Linked DNA regions of Bombyx mori: region 2 is linked to region 1. Evidence: chromatin contacts called from public Hi-C data. All regions are on one chromosome and are shown on one strand. Each heading gives the region's core, a stretch centred on a gene start, on an enhancer-like site or on the middle of the called end of the contact. The rest is flanking DNA. Distances are from core to core; before and after follow the strand shown. Region 1 has its middle 5.5 kb from the start of LOC732919. Region 2 overlaps LOC119629410 (a long non-coding RNA gene).

Evidence for each region. Hi-C and Micro-C count contacts between places; a contact is called where the count stands out from the background.
Region 2: a contact with region 1 is called in a Hi-C map of posterior silk gland, with 2.0 times the contacts expected there. The contact joins two enhancer-like sites. A contact is called at or near these places in 2 of 7 Hi-C or Micro-C datasets (posterior silk gland and whole pupa).

Annotation. Positions count from the first base shown.
Region 1 is chr13:10,445,350-10,448,706 of ASM3026992v2, forward strand. No RefSeq gene overlaps it. Among protein-coding and RNA genes, the nearest start is that of LOC732919, 5.5 kb to the left of the region's middle. Within about 2 kb of position 1,597, at least 3 of the 8 cell types and tissues checked have open chromatin away from gene starts, as enhancers often do.
Region 2 is chr13:10,541,946-10,545,302 of ASM3026992v2, forward strand. LOC119629410 (a long non-coding RNA gene) reads right to left here. Exons shown (of 2, transcript XR_005245410.2): 2 at 2,493-3,357. Among protein-coding and RNA genes, the nearest start is that of LOC119629410, 8.5 kb to the right of the region's middle. Within about 2 kb of position 1,821, at least 6 of the 8 cell types and tissues checked have open chromatin away from gene starts, as enhancers often do.

The DNA.
Region 1 (3,357 bases), core at 347-2,846:
TCGACTTCTCCTCCAGACCGCAATCCTTGGACATATGCGTTATATATATAGTCGAGTCCATATTCTTGAATCAACTCCATATTTTTCCTCTTTTTCGATTTCTCCAATAGATTTTCATAAGAATTTGGTGGTTTTCCACGTTTTCCAGATGTTGTAGGTGAGATATCCATTGGTACTTCTTCAAGTTGTACTTTAAATTCACCGTCCAACCAGGTTTATTTTTAATTAAAATGCGGTGTTTAGTTCGGCTAGATTTGGTCCAGCGATCGTTAAAAGCTGTTATAAGATTTTTTTGAATACTTTTCATAACTAGTTAGTTCACTTTTAGAAGATGACAAATGTTTTTTTTTTTTTTTTTTTTATTGTAGACAAAACAAATTACAACCATAGAAAATATAAGTTTAAATATTTAACATAACAATCTGGATTGCAATTCAAGACAGGTGCATACAGAAAAAAAATTAATAACTGAATGTTCTGAACTGAATGTAATGTTCTTCTAAATATTGTTTAATATCTTCTGATTTAGTTCTGTGGTCAATGAAAAATATGGATAACACTCGCTGATGCACAAAAAATTCACACATTCTGTTAATATTGCTTTTACCGAGGATGGTAAAGACTGTATGTTGAAGCAGAATAAAATACCGGTAAATAACAATGAAAATCAATAACTGTTTAGTTAAATTTCGTGAGAAAAATGTTATTATCTTCGAGCGTTTACATTTTTAACCACGTTGTTAACCACTATCTTTAAAATTGGTTAAGTATTGATTAGATATGCAATATCAACATTAACCACAATTTCCTTCCTTTTTTTTTCACCTAACTCAGTGGGAAGTACATACACTACATCAGAATTATTTAATTCACAAAATGATAATAATCATTAATGACATCCAAAGGAGTGACAAAAATTAAATTAATGTGTAAACCAGGAATTCTCACTTTTCCTTAACTTTAATTTAGTTATCAGTTAATAATATTATTTAAAAATAAATTGTCAAAAATAATTATTTTCCCCTTTCCGGAATTAAATGTTAAAATAAATATGAACATTTTAAAAATTTTTTGCGATAAGGCTTTTTTCGTCTCATTTAAAAAGGGGCAAATTCGCGCAAAAAATGTTATTGCCCTGGCTTTTGTATGAGTCGCATTATATAATGCTATTAAATTTACATCGGCAGACAGCGCTAACTGTCAAAAGTCTATTTGAAGTTTATAAAAAGGACTTTTTTTTTAATTGTAAAGAAAAATACCCAACTTTTGCGTATAGGTCTATTCAAATACATATTTGTTTAAATAGAATACTAAATTACCTTTGTAACCATATACATATGTATAACACTTATAGATATGCATTGAAATTACTATATGATATTGATACTAAATATGACCATTTAGTCATATTTTGAGCTGGTGGAATTCTGTTCTACATAACCGACGTTAATTTGAGCGTCAACTTGCAAGTTAAATTTTATTTAGAAAAAAGTGATCTAATCTATTTTACATGCTAAAATAATATGTACAACTCGACCAAGCTAAGTTTGCACCTTGCTGGAATGCGGCGCTCCGCCCGCTTCCCCGGTCACCTTCCCGCGATCGCCCTGTCGCGTGAGTACGGTTAGCATCTTTGTCGCGACACGCGTCATACGAGTTTTCGTCTCCCTATACGTTGAATTTTAAATTTTTTAACTGTGCTTGTTAGGTTTGTTGTTGAAGTTATATACACTCGGGTGCAATGAAATCGCACATCTGTACATTTTTTGAAAATGTACAGATGTGCCGCCGTGCTCGTTTTCGATTTGCACAAGAACACGTCAACTGGACAGCCGACCAGTGGAAAGCAGTCCTGTTCTCAGACGAGTCCAGAATGTGTCTTCATGATAATGATGGACGTGGAAGGGTCTACAGAAGGCGCTCAGAGCGATTTTCCCAATGTTGCATCACAGAACGTGTAGCATACGGCGGTGGTTCGTGTATGTTCTGGGGAGGTATCTCACTCGAACGAAAAACAGAGCTTGTCTTCATCGTTGGGGCCAATATTAGGCGACAAACAAGAGGTCTAACATCTCAACGATACATAGAGGAAGTTCTACAAGAACATGTCGTACCATTTGGCCGTTTAATTGGAAGTAACTTCCTTTTTATGCATGACAATGCAAGACCTCATACCGCTGCGATAGTGAGACAATACTTACAAGAAGTAAATGTACCCGTGATGGAGTAGCCAGCTCGGAACCCGGACCTTAATCCGATTGAACACTTGTGGGACGAATTAAAAAGAAAAATTAGAGGTCGAAATAGTGCTCCAGCTAATCTCCAGGAGCTACAAAATGCGCTCAAAGAGGAATGGGACGCCATGCCACAAGACTTTATCAGAAACTTGATAGGGTCGATGGGGAATCGGTGTGAAGCTGTAATTCGGGCAAGAGGGGGCAATACTTGTTACTAATAAATGATTTTTCAGTATTTTTTGTGTTTTTTTTTATTAATCCCCAAATTTTAAACGGTTTAGTTGAGTAATCATTTTGTAATAAAGATTAAATTGTTGTTGTATTTTATATTCCTCAAGAAAGTAACCTTATCTCCACTTATATGGTATCATTGAATAGGTATTGAACTAACCTTTAACCCTATGTTAAAAAATATATGTATGTATTTTTTTAAATTAAAAGAAGTAAATAATATTTTTCAAAAAATGTACAGATGTGCGATTTCATTGCACCCGAGTGTATAATATTGGACTTTTTTTGTTAAGTTTTTGTTAAACTGTTGTTACTGCACGCTTAACATTTTTTTTTTTTACTTCGAGAGTATTGTTCTGGGCAACAAAATGAAAGGAAAGGTGATACACAGTGAAGGGAGAAACATAATCCTGAAAAAGAAACATAAAGGCAAATGATTACTGAGCAATTGGGATACATATTTAAAAAGTGCAAGAACGCCCGGGTGATCTTAATACAAAAACCCGATATCGCTATATTCTAATGTACCTATGTATAATATATTGTTAAAAACAATAAATGCAAAGTAAAATCTAACAAACATTTGTTTACATTTTTAAAGTTACAGTATACATGGAAATCACCAGGTGACAGATTCAGGAACCAGATTGACTACCTATTGATCAACTCTCGCTGGAGTTCCACCGTATCAAATGTCAAGACCTATCCTGGGGCGGACCATGTGCTCCTGGTTGCAAACTTCCACCTGCGCCTCAAAGCGCAAAAACGTAGATCCTCGAGGCGTCTGCAATTTATAGACCCGGACAAACAAGATAGCTTCCGCAATGCTCTCGACAAACAGCTTTTAGGTACAACACCACCAGCCAGTGAGTCCGCCGAAGTGCTGTGG
Region 2 (3,357 bases), core at 571-3,070, 97 kb after region 1:
ATGTAGGTAATAAAAATGTCGTTACAAATACATATAGATACAAACTCACTTTGTATTCAGATTTATTTTATATATATTTTAATTCGACAACCTTTAATTTTTACTGCGTTGAAGCGTTATTCAATCTCTTTGATGTCTCAATAAGCTGACAAAAACAAAATGAATCTCCCTCGGTCCCTTACAGAATGCATCGGAGCGGAAAGGCGACAATGTACCCGCAGCAAAACTACGGACCAAATAAAAATCAAAAGTATACCGGACCTTTTTGTGATATCGTTTGAAATCAACAGGCAATAATAAGCTATTGAAATAATAGCCTACATCTGTCCTAACCGCTGGAACTGTACGAAATTAAAACAAACATGCGTTTCGATCGTCGTCACAAATCAGTAATCTACAATCGATTTGCGATGTGCTAGATTAAGTAACGCTTATATTAAGTGATGTACTGTTGTATTTTTATCCAACTAAGAAAGGAGGTTCATGTTTTTTGAGTGTTTTTATATTATTATTTTTTTCTATTGCTTAGATGGGTGGACGAGCTCGCAGCCCACCTGGTGTTAAGTGGTTACTGGAGCCCATAGACATCTACAACGTAAATGCGCCACCCTTCTTGAGATATAAGTTCTAAGGTCTCACTATAGTTACAGCGGCTACCCCACCCTTCAAACCGAAACGCATTACTGCTTCATGGCAGTAATAGGCAGGGCGGTGGTACCTACTCGCGCAGACTCACAAGATGTCCTACCACCAGTAGTAGTAAGTAACACTTATATTAAGTGATGTAGATTGTACTGTTGTATTTTTATCCAACTAAGGAAGGGATTAATGTTTTTTGAGCTTATGCCATTGTATATTCGTTTTATCCAACCGAATATCTTTCGTAAAGGCGTCGTCAAATTGACTAATAAAAATATAAAATAGACCTTATAACATCTATGTCCTAAAGCCTAAAGTGGTCGAAAACTTCAATTTTTTTTTTACTTTTTTTTTGTCACCTAGGAACCTGTCCCTTATAATTCCATGTTCACGGCTTCTGTATTCGCGACATATTTATGGAACATATATTATTACATACCCCGCGAATAAAGAGCTTTTAATATACTATATATATTTGGCACGCTCTGTATGTAAATATTATTAGGTGTCATTAGATTCGTCTGAGTTGTGGGAGTTATAATATAGTCTATATTATTTCAAAATCAGTATTTATACATCCGCCAAAAAAAGATAAAAATAATCCATTAACTAAAAATGCGAGAAATAAAATAAATTATTTATTTTAACAAATAACCTGGCTGCATTCAATATACGGTTAGACACCAACAATTACCACATGCATATCACTTGTTCGTGGTAGTAGTATTTTTCTACCCACTCCCTTATTGCTAAGTCTCTCCCTACATTAGGTACTGGTGGTAGGTGATACTGGTGGGCAAGTGCCAAGAGCATAAATGAATTCTAATGGAAGTGTATGACAGCAGCGATGTTGGGTACCTTTGAAATTGGGTACCAAATTTGATGTTTTATTCAGGGCAGCGACACTTAATGGTGTCTATTGTCTTAGGTAATTCCCGGCCCGTAACGTAGTCGCCCGCCTAGAAAAAACAAAAAGCTCTGTTATTCAATTTTGAATGACCAAAAAACCTGAACATGTTTTGAATACAAAATCATTTTAATTAATCCCGGTTGTATCATATTTTCCATGATTAATTATCAGCTATTTGTATCCGGGCCTACCCACCTATTAGGAAACGCCTTGCATGACAAAGACCAACAGTTTAGTTATTATGATATCATGTGTCAACGCTGAACGGAATATGTAATAAGTAAATGTTTTGGTCGAACGTACTCATTCAGCTACTTATTATGTGTAAATGCGTGGGAACGCAATTGTTTCCGAAGTTACATCCTAGTTTCAAAATTGCTTTTTTTATAAAGCAAGTATATAAATGTCTAAGGCTACGTAGGTAACTGGCTGAAATTTTAATTTAATGTTTCGATCGGGCATTGTAGGTAGAAAACAGAGTAATTCATTTACAATCGTTTAAAAGTAAAAAGTGCGCTTCAATGTCAATTTACGGAAAAATACCCGTTATGGTAAAAAATAATTATCGCAATTCAAGTTCACTAGACGTCTGATGGCCATTAGTGCCACCTGTTGATTAGTTGTGACAAAAATGTTTAATTGAGCTCCACAATTTTCGTGTATGCTGCCATCTATTGTGTATTAGTCGAACTAAGACATATTTCTTGAAAATTAACAAGGTTACGGTTTTAGTTGCTCAAGAAATCTCAAATTGTTCGTTAGAGATTTATTTAGAGCTTAGAAATTTCAATAAAATTGTAAATTAATTGTACGTGTTAATTGAGGAGGCAGAAATGTACGGCAACGGCGTCGAGGATGGCAAAATAATTAGTTCGTCTGTTTAGTGCTAAAAATTGAAACTTGAATGTTGCAAAGCGGCGTTAAGAAAGAAATAAACAATACATTTTTGTCCTTTAAATTAAATTTTAATTCAAAACAAAATTTATTACATATTTTGAGATTACAGATTAATTTAATGACGGTCTCGTAAGAAGTTTCATAGGATAAACGAAATGTTATTCTGAATGTAATTATCAAATTCCCAAATAACTGCAAAATATCTCTAATTTGTTTAACTCTGGCGAGCGCTGAATGTCAATAGCAGTTATTATTCTAAATCACAAAATTTTTGAAGGCACACCTTTTTATCGAAGAGGTCGTCATCATAAATCACGACAAAATCGTAAGGCATTTTTCGAAGAAATAACACGTCTATGTGACCGGAAGCATTACGACAACATTCTGAGTATCAATGGCTGTAAAGCAATTTTCACATGGCATCTACGTGATGATACGTAGGTGTGTAATGTTGCCATGTACACGAGCGTAATAAATTAACTTCAGTTTGTAACTCGAGTCACCGCCAAATATCGTCGTTTATATTCCTAAGGAGTATTCTAAGTGCGCATGGACGTTCCTACCGCCATTTACTTTAACCGGATTTTATAATTTACATTATTTTCCTCGTATGATTTTTCAAAAGCTACTAGAGTTACTTTCTTGAACCTTGTTAAGCAAAAGAGCTATGTGGTTTCACAATCATAATCTACCTCCAACACGAGTAATGTCATTTTAGGGATACCTATATAATAGAGATTCGTCCTTACATTTTTTTAAACAATAAGAATAAGCATATTATTGATATGCGATCAATCTCATTCCACAAAAAAACTTTGAATCATAAAAAAGAAAAAGAAAAAAATGGTAATACCAACCTAACTTGCAATTAAAGCATCTGACGTTATAACAATATCTAGAAAACATGTTAA